2 separate regions of the Sus scrofa genome follow, and region 1 is linked to region 2. Evidence: chromatin contacts called from public HiChIP or PLAC-seq data. All regions are on one chromosome and are shown on one strand. The core of a region is the stretch at or near the end of the contact, and the rest is flanking DNA. Distances in the headings are between cores, read along the strand shown.

Region 1 (4,812 bases), core at 1,312-3,811, 100 kb after region 2:
CTGGTGGCCAGGACACCAGCTATGGAGACAAGCCCCCTCAGATTCAGATCCAAGCTCTGCCACTTACTATCTGGGGGACCATTAGCCAATTGCTTAATTCCTCTGAGCCTCAACTTCCTCACCTATAAAGCTAATTATGCCTACCTCCAATGCCATTATGAGGGCTGAATGAGATCTTGCTTGTCATCTCCCAAAACAAGGGTTTAATGTTAATGCCCTAACCATTAACTCCCTGAAAGAGCAGTAAAATATTTTCACCCGCTAGGTTTGGAAGGAAAGTGTTTTACCTCACAGTCTCAAATTAAAGGAACAGGAAGTGCTTTAATCAGAAAGCATGTATGGTAGCTTTAATGACAGGGCTTCACCAAAACTGTAGGGGGCATGACGCTGAGTCTGTTAAAGATTACATAACCCTGAAACTGCCAGTCAGCAGAGACCTGAATTCCCCTCTTAGATGTTTTCATCTGTCCTCCTCTCATGGAAAATAGTGGAAATTCAAATTGGTTCAAAAGATGCTAAACCACCAAAAAAAATCTTAGTTCACAAGACATCACAATAAAATGTCTATAAAGTAAAATTCATAGTAACCTTGAGGCAATTTTAGAAATCAACTAATAGATCCAAGAATCACAGACATTTTAGAAAACATCCCACTGCCCATTTTGACTACATCAGGGAAGGGCCAGGTAGTATCTGGAATTAGGAATGTCCACCTTTCTCACCATTAGAAGTTCAACATCAGGCCAAGAAAGTCAAAAGGTGAGGTCAGCCTCCTGATCTTCCTGTTAACCTGGTGGGGGAAATCAAGAGGCCACCAGATGAAAGTCAGCTGAAAGCCAAAGGGAAATGGTTTTCTCAGGAGCAACTCATTGCGGGTCTCAGAAAAAATCAGAAAATCTTCTGTCTGTATAGTGCTCTCTATAGCTCTTCACCTTCTGAGAGGGCTTCTTTTGCTTTTAGACTTCCTTCAGGACAAAGTCTACAGCTGGACAACTCAATTGTGCCAAGCATGGTCACCACCTCCATGCTGGGAAGGAAAGTGCCAAACATTTAACATTTGTTGTGCACCAATTTCTGGTGCTAACTCATCCCAGACTGTCTCTAAAGCACTTGCACCCTACCCACCTGTGTCTTTAGTCAAAGCAAAATCATCTGATAATAGAAATGGGTGTGGATCATACATTGTATTCTGAAGTCAAAAAGACTTTAAGGGTAGCTGCATGTTCAGATGATCTGTGTGGCTGATCCCTCCTCCAGTGGGAATTGTTGAGGGTAGTCAATAGGCCTTGGAAAATGTTATCTCCTTTTATTGTGTAAACAACCTACTAAGAAAGGAAAAAAAAAAATTCCACCTGGCCAGATAATGTGTTTCTTTAGATGCCTGATATTAAGTGTGGGGATACATATTACCAAGTACTTAAAACTTACATAATAAATGTCATCCTCTGAGATACCCCCACACCCCATGACAGCAAGTTCACTAATCCTCATGGAGAGAGTCTCAACCATTCTACCTAGAAAGGCCCTTTTATTAACACAAAATCCCAGACTGTAATAGATCTAGGGGTCCAGCCAAGTTATCAAATTTCAAGGCTTCCTTCATTCATAAAATGGTCTTTTAATACTGTCTTTAATTTTAAGACGTAATATACAAGAATTACATGCTGTACAACATTTTGATCTACTTGGATATATTTTTCCATAAAGATATAGTTCTATGACTACCCTTGTTAAGAAAGTATATCTCTAAACACATACTCGAACCTCTTGGGAGATTTCTGCCTAGCAGTATCACAGATCTACTTTCCTGGTTAAATGTAAGTTTTTACATTAGATTTAGGATACTTTCATCACCCAGCCTGTCCCCAGCATCTTAGTCTTTCCTGGGCCTTCACAGCAAACATACATGATTCATAGCCATTACCAAACTATAAAAACATCCTGAGTTTTCCCTCCCCCCAAAACTGCCCCCTAATATTTTGCCCCCAAACAAGAATGATCACCCAAATATCAAAAAGTGACTCCAAATTAAGGCATCTAAATACGTGAAAAGAAAGGAAAAAAAGCTTAACATTTACGAAACTTTTTCATACTAAATATCAAATAATAAAAATATACCTTTGTGTTTGAAGAGTCAAATCATACAGATACGTAAAGGCAAATCAACTGTTTCCAGCTGTAATCAGCGATAATAACCCAAGTACGTGAGAGCATGAGAAAAATGATCAGTTTCCTTTTGAGGTTACATGATAAGCAGCAGCAGTTAAGCAGCCTTTTTCTCTAAGAACCCAGTGTCTGCCCTCGTGGCAAGAGAAGCCAGCCCCTCTCCACGTCCCCCTTTATAGGGATCGCTTTCTGTTCACCCCTCTAAAGAGGATAAGGGCGGGGGAAGCTAAGGACCCGTTTTCTAAGATACAGAATAAGGTCGAGCTCTCATTCGAAAGGGGCTGCGTGGGCACAGAGGAGGAGGGAGGAGGCGTGAAGGGAGCAGAGAGGACTAGGTTCGTGGACTTTTTTTTCTGCACCCTGGAAATTCCCAGGCCAAAAAGGTACCGACCGGAGTCCCGGACATTCCCCTCAATGGCTGGCTCCAAGACCCGGACTGGAACCCAGCAGAGGAATCAGAAGCCAGTCTATGAACAAAAAGGTTTTTGCTAGGGATGCCTTTTTAAAAGGTCTCAATGAACTCACTGCCGGGCATTAGAGTTGCCTCGTGTTTATGGATTCACGCCGTCTCTTTTTCTTTCGCGTTTTCTCTATGGCCCCAAAATGTGTGGGGGTGGGACTAAAGGGGTGCTTTCTACAGCGCAGCTTTTCAAAAATGGCAATCAGAAAGTAGTATCTCTACCATGGCCCTTCATTGACAAAGGACAAATATACACATAAAGCAGTGGTTCTTCAACATACAAGTCATATTGCTTTCATGTGGGGTAGAGTGGGGGTGATTTTAAACAGAGAAGGAACCATTGCACAATACTGAGAGGATTTCTTCTACGACATTTGGTTTCACTGTGGCTTCTTTTCCTTTTGGGACACTTTCTTCTGTAATCTCTGTACTGCCTCCTTCCCTAGGCAGTGTTATAATCCAGTTTTATAGTCAGGAAATGTATGGTTCTCCACTAGGAATGGGCATCTAGATACCAGAACATCTTTTTTAAAAAAGAAGCCTGACTTCATTTCCTGAAGACTATTAAAAAGCAAAATACGGAGTTCCTGTCGTGGCTCAGCAGTTAACGAACCCAACTAGCATCCATGAGGACGCAGGTTAGATCCCTGGCCTTGTTTGGTGGCTTAAGGATCCATCCAGTGTTGCCCTGAGCTGTGGTGAAGGTTGAAGATGTGACCTCCATCACCCCTCATTCCAGAATTCCTAGGTGCTCCTAGAACTCTGCAACTGTGATCTCACTTCCAAAGAGAAAAAGATCGGGGAAGGGGGTGTGTTGTTTCCCTTGGGTGTTTATTCCCCCAGTACTCCCTGGGTAATTGTTATTTCTTTTAACAGGGCCCAGAAAGAGAAAACTCTGGCATGGAATACATGGATATAAAGACTTGTAATATACATTCTTGTGAACCACCCTGATGTATCAATCTGAAACTTAATACCCAAAGGTGGGCAGTATCAGTCAATTGGTACTTAATAAAATGATGGTTGTTTAGATGGTAAAAAGGAATCATATTAAAGGAATTCCCATCGTGGCTCTGCAGAAACAAATCCCACCAGGAACCATGAGGTTGAGGGTTCGATCCCTGGCCTCACTCAGTGGGTTGAGGATCCAGCATTGCTGTGAGCTGTGGTATAGGTCATAGATGAGGCTCAGATCTGGTGTTGCTGCGACTGTGGTGTAGGCCAGCAGCTGTAGCTCCAATTAGACCCCCAGCCTGGGAACCTTAACATGCCACGAGTGTGGCCCTAAAAAGACAAAAGGCAAAAAAAAAAAAAAAGAACCATACTAGAAACCAAACTTACACCTACTAAAGTTTCTCTTCTATAAAATATAATTTGCATAGAAGGGCCTTATTAAGGATTCTCCCTTTCACAAGTAGCATCAAATCAATCATTTGAGTCAAGAATATGAGGAGATGCACTAAGAAGTTAATGCCATCATTCCAAAATAAAAATCCATATTTTAACCTAATAAAATTATATACAAACTACTATTTTAAGATTTTATTATAGATCTAAATAGCCAACCTATGTAAATAATGACATTATTCAGCTAAACTATTAGGCTTTTACAAATCAAGAAAACTAACATAGAAGCTCCCATCATGGTACAGCGGAAACAAATCCAACTAGGAACCATGAGGTTGCGGCTTAGATTCCTGGCCTCACTCAGTGGGTTAAGGATCTGGAGTTGCCCTGAGCTGTACTGTAGGTCACAGACATGGCTTGGATTCTGCGTTGCTGTGGTGTAGGCTGGCAGTTGTAGCTCCAATTAGACCCCTAACCTGGGAACCTCCATATGCCTCGGGTGTGGCCATATAAAGTCAAAAAAAGAAAAAGAAAAAGAAAACTAACATAGAAAAGTATTTGCATGTTAAATTTAAAAACAGTTATAAATTTCATGTTCTCTGTGATTACAGATTTGTGATTTAAAAAACCCTGAAAATAAACCAAGTTGCTAATGCTCATTTCATTCAAATGACAGAATTATGGATTCTATCCATAAATTTTCTTCATCCAGATTTTAGTTTTTTTTTAAATTATGATATCCTTTGTAATGGAAAATATATATTTAAAACAAACTATGTTGGTATGCTAATATACACAACTCTGAGGTACTGGTTTAAAATAAACTTTTTGGAAGAAAT
Region 2 (4,464 bases), core at 61-2,560:
ACCAGCCTACAGCAGAGCCACAGCAATGCCAAATCCAAGCTGCATCTGTGACCTACACCACAGCTCACTGCAACACCAGATCCTGAACCCACTGAGTGAAGCCAGAGACTGAACCCACAACCTCATGGTTCCTAGTCGGATTCGTTTCCGCTGTGCCATGATGGGAACTCCTCAATGTTGATTTTCAAATGTTGTCAATTACATGGTAATTCTGATTGGTCTACAAGTAACAAATACCATTTCTTAGCAAAAGTTTGTGTCTTACATGGATTATCAACAGAAAATTTAAAATAAACTTAGTTACCAGAGCTACTTCCCTAGCCCTTTCCATTCTCACATTTAATCACTAAGAGCTCACATTCATTGATCTGGCACCCCCATATTGGGTGTGTGATGTACATGAATGTATCATTTAACCCTCATAATAGCCTTATAGTGCATTGTTATTATTATTTCCATTTTGCAAATAAGTAACTGAGTATTAAGGAACCTCTCTAAATTCTCGAAGCTAATAATGGTAGAACCAGCCTCAGTCCTGGTCTGACTTAAAAGCTTACGCATCTAAAGACTAAATTCTACCACCTTGCAGTTCAGTTGCATATCTTGTTATATACAATTTTTTTCCTTCTTCTCTAATTTCTTTGAACATCCTCCCTAATTATCTAATAACTCTACTTTCTGCTTCCCTCCTCACCACAGGAATCTAGTATCCTTGGAAGAAAATCTAGAACATTGTACCTCTTCAAAATATATGGAAGTGAATTTAAACAAATTAAGATCAACTTTAAAATAATTAATGTTATTCATTTTTTCATCACATCTGCTTTGTTTCTACTACATTTTCTACATTCACCACACCTTCTCCCCTATTGGTTTCAAGAGAACATCCAAGTTTGGGAATGAGAGTGCTGTTGTGAAAATAACCTTGTAAAACACCCTCTGTAGATAGGACTGTGCTTAAAGTCAAGTGTGTGGATGCACTAAAGAGTCTCATTGACAATTACCCAGGAAGACCTGAGCTAAAGATTTCACTCCCTTAGAGCTGTTCACTTGTTCACTCAAAAGCCATTCATAGACTACCTTCTGTTTGCTTTAATCCAATTTGTGCCCTTAACAAGTTCTCAGTGGAGAAGACAGACAGGTATCCTACAGTTGTGGAACAGCCTGGTAATGCCAGACCAGAGGTGGAGAGGATGGCCAAACAACAGTTTGACACTTTTTTCATCATTAATTATATGTATTTCAAACTAACTTCCCAATATGGGCTCATTTCCTTTTTGCATCAACATGAAGCCTCAGATGAAACCACACAGTGTATTTCATTTCAAAACGAAACTCATGACACAGCTAAGTAGTGAGTCATCCTCAGAAGCCATAAAATTTCAATCCCAGTGTTTTAAAAACTGTCTGAGTCTTTTCCATCATTAAGCTGCATGATGTATTTCTTGACCTGAACTTCTTTATCACCCATTTTGATTCAGGTGATGACTATCAAAAGAGTTCATTTCTGTGTTACAATGATAAAATCTACAACTCTCCACACCAAAAATGAATTTGGAACAGAGGGGATAAAGTGGAAAAACTATTTTCCTTCCAGACCTAGAGAATGGAGGGAGGAAATCAAAGATTTGATTATAATTTTTCCACAGAGACAATCTTCACTGTCTAAACCTGCATTACTATTTTCACTTTATTGGGTACCCTTCAGAATTTTATACATTAACAAAAGGCTGTGCCTTTTCACTTTGGAAAGTCATTCAATGAAAAAAAGAAAAAAAAAAAGGACATCTTACAATGACGAGCAGAAAGAGCAAGCCCCAGGTCAACAATATAGTCCTGTCCTGAGGAAGATGCCTCCCAAGCCATGGGTGATGTCACAGCTGCTTGTCTATTTCCCATCCTTCTCTTGAAAAAAACAAATAAAAACCTCAGTGATTTCACAGGGTAGAACAGAGGTCAGTGTGAACCAATCCACCAAGAAGCTCCTTAAGATGGTATTAGCCTAGCTCTTACACAGCAAAGCCAATCCATGTCATGCAAAAGGAGAGGGAGACTAAAGTATATATCAGGAATGCAGAAACAAATTCACCTTTACCTCAACTATTAGATGATTTTCAAAGAGCATTCTTGGGTATCCCAGAGCAGATGAAGCCTTATATGTGATGGTGCATTATCTCAACCTCCTACCTTAACCACCTCCCAGTTGTGTACATGCATTCCCATTTCAGGGCTGCCACACCAAGGTTACATGAAGAAGGCACAGACACATGAGTCAGAAACTATAAAACCCTCACAGAGGCCAGCCCAAGGCTGAAGAGCACAGGCAAACCACGTGATGATTTCCAAGAGCACTGACATGCACCAAGACAACAAGTTTCATCAGTGCAGTGCTCACTGGGAAAATCCTAATGAATCACCACCTACATGACAAACAAGGAAATAGACAGCCCATATCCAGCCTCGTTACTCTGGGTAATGGAGAGGGGACAATAAACTAGAAAGCAGTGCCTGGATTTCACAATACCTGTGAGTTTGGTTTTAGTAAAAATCAAGGCTCTTCCTAAAAACTTATCAGCTAGAAAGATAGGTGATCCACAGAACCACTTCCATGGTGACATATCTTCCTCTATCAGCCTTGCCATTTTTAGTGAACACTCAGATCAAATCCTGCTCCTTCCTTTTCTCTTCACAATGGAGTCTTCCTCCAGGGCTAGGTAGCTCAGCCCATAAAGTGAAACTCTTCAAATTATCCTAAAAAACACCTTAAGTCCCCCACAGAGTTGAATATCTTCAGTAGGTGATCTTATCTGTTCTCTAATGTTTCTCTAGGGCTTTTGATTAATTTTTTGATTCCAATATTGAGCACATCAATAAATCCTTCATCACCCACTCACCAAGTGCCTTGAAAATCTGTTCTCACATCTTTATTGTTGGTCAGGGAAATCCTTCAAATTATTCATACAATCTTTCCATGGATTTCTACCAAATACATTGACTATTTCAGGCTTGATTGAAATTGCTGTCTGAGGAGAATGAACAAATACCCACATCACTACTCACTCCCACCATTACCCTTCATTTTTCTCTCTCCACCTCTGTACTGTCCCTTTTCTCCTTTCCTCCCTCCTTTAATTTCCACAAAGTTCAGTTCAGATAAATCAATTGCTCCTATCAGGAAAATCTTCTTTAATGAGGGAATAGTCTCGAGAAACATTTACAGACCCATTTGCCTGAATTTCTTCCACAAAAACTATTATTTTGTGTTGTTCTTATATATTCATTCACTCATCCATCCATTCTACAGACATTCATTATGCACCAACTACATATCAGACACCATTCCAGGCACTGGGCTTACATCAGTGTTCACAACAGCCAAGGCCCTGATCTCAAGGAACTCACTTTCCAGCAGGGTAAACAGTAAGTAAGCATATCTCTAACATACTCAAGAAAGACTGAGAGCTAAGGGGTCAGGGGAGGTGGGGGGCAGGCAGGGGGGTAGATCCAGTAGTCACACAAAGCCTCTGAAAAAATGGCAGGTGAACAAAGACCTAAGAAAGCAAAGAAACAAGCCATGTGGCTATCTGGGGGAACAATGCTAAAGGCAGAGGGAGCAGCAAGTGTAAAAGGCCTTGAAAAGAGCACAGGGTAAGAGTTTTCCAGAAGCAATCAGGAAACTCCCAGAATAGCTGAAGCTGAAAGCTCAAAGGGGAAGGCAGTATGAGTTTGAGAGTTGGCCAGAATCCAGAAGGAATTTTGGCTTTTATTTGTGAATGTTATGCAAAGCCCTGATCTGTGTGTGGGTCTTTGAGAAGGGAGGTAGCGTGATCTGACTGAGGCATTTTCAGAGGGGTTTGTCCAGCTCTTAGTGGAGAGCAGTAGGGAGGGGCCCATAGACTATGAAAGACAGGAGACTGGGAGGCTTCTCTAACCCCCACCCAGCATTTCCTACTGCCTCAAACTAGTGTTCTTTGGTATTTGCCTTTCCTGTCAGGTGAAACAAGTGAGAAAAGATTTCTAGTTAAGTGGGTTTTGGCTTTTTACCAAACTACGCAACTTTCACACAATCCTCTCTCTCTCTCTCTCTGACTCCCTGCCATGAAGTCTGCTTTAAACCTGCCCTGAGAACAAAGTTTCCAGGTGCTTGAGTTCTTTCAGGGCCCCGGAAGCCAAACAGATTCACTGAATATTGCCCTCTTACTAATATAGGATTTTACCTTTGCACTTTCTTTAACACACAGAGACTCTGACAGCTTTATCAAAAAATGTAATAGCTTGAAATCAAAAGTCCAACGTTAGGTTTTTGATTTTTTTTTTCTTTTTAGGGCTGCACCTGCAGCATGTGGAAGTTCCCATGTTAGGGGTTGAATCAGAGCTGCAGCTGCCCACCCACGCCACAACCACAGCAAAGCAGGATCTGAGCCCCATCTGTGATCTACACCACAGCAGGCAAGGAATTGAACT

The links. HiChIP or PLAC-seq counts read pairs in DNA pulled down with a chosen protein or histone mark.
Region 1: an H3K27ac HiChIP or PLAC-seq map of alveolar macrophages shows a contact between it and region 2. The contact joins two enhancer-like sites. A contact is called at or near these places in 4 of 47 Hi-C or Micro-C datasets (blood, embryonic fibroblasts, heart right ventricle and 1 more) and 1 of 2 datasets of contacts at active chromatin or transcription factors (alveolar macrophages).

Annotation. Positions count from the first base shown.
Region 1 is chr13:157,292,295-157,297,106 of Sscrofa11.1, forward strand. No RefSeq gene overlaps it. Among named protein-coding and RNA genes, the nearest start is that of NFKBIZ, 22 kb to the left of the region's middle. Within about 2 kb of position 2,562, at least 47 of the 83 cell types and tissues checked have an H3K27ac peak or open chromatin away from gene starts, as enhancers often do. A contact at or near this core is called in alveolar macrophages and retroperitoneal adipose tissue, where this site is marked.
Region 2 is chr13:157,191,476-157,195,939 of Sscrofa11.1, forward strand. No RefSeq gene overlaps it. Among named protein-coding and RNA genes, the nearest start is that of NFKBIZ, 79 kb to the right of the region's middle. Within about 2 kb of position 1,311, at least 18 of the 83 cell types and tissues checked have an H3K27ac peak or open chromatin away from gene starts, as enhancers often do. A contact at or near this core is called in alveolar macrophages and retroperitoneal adipose tissue, where this site is marked.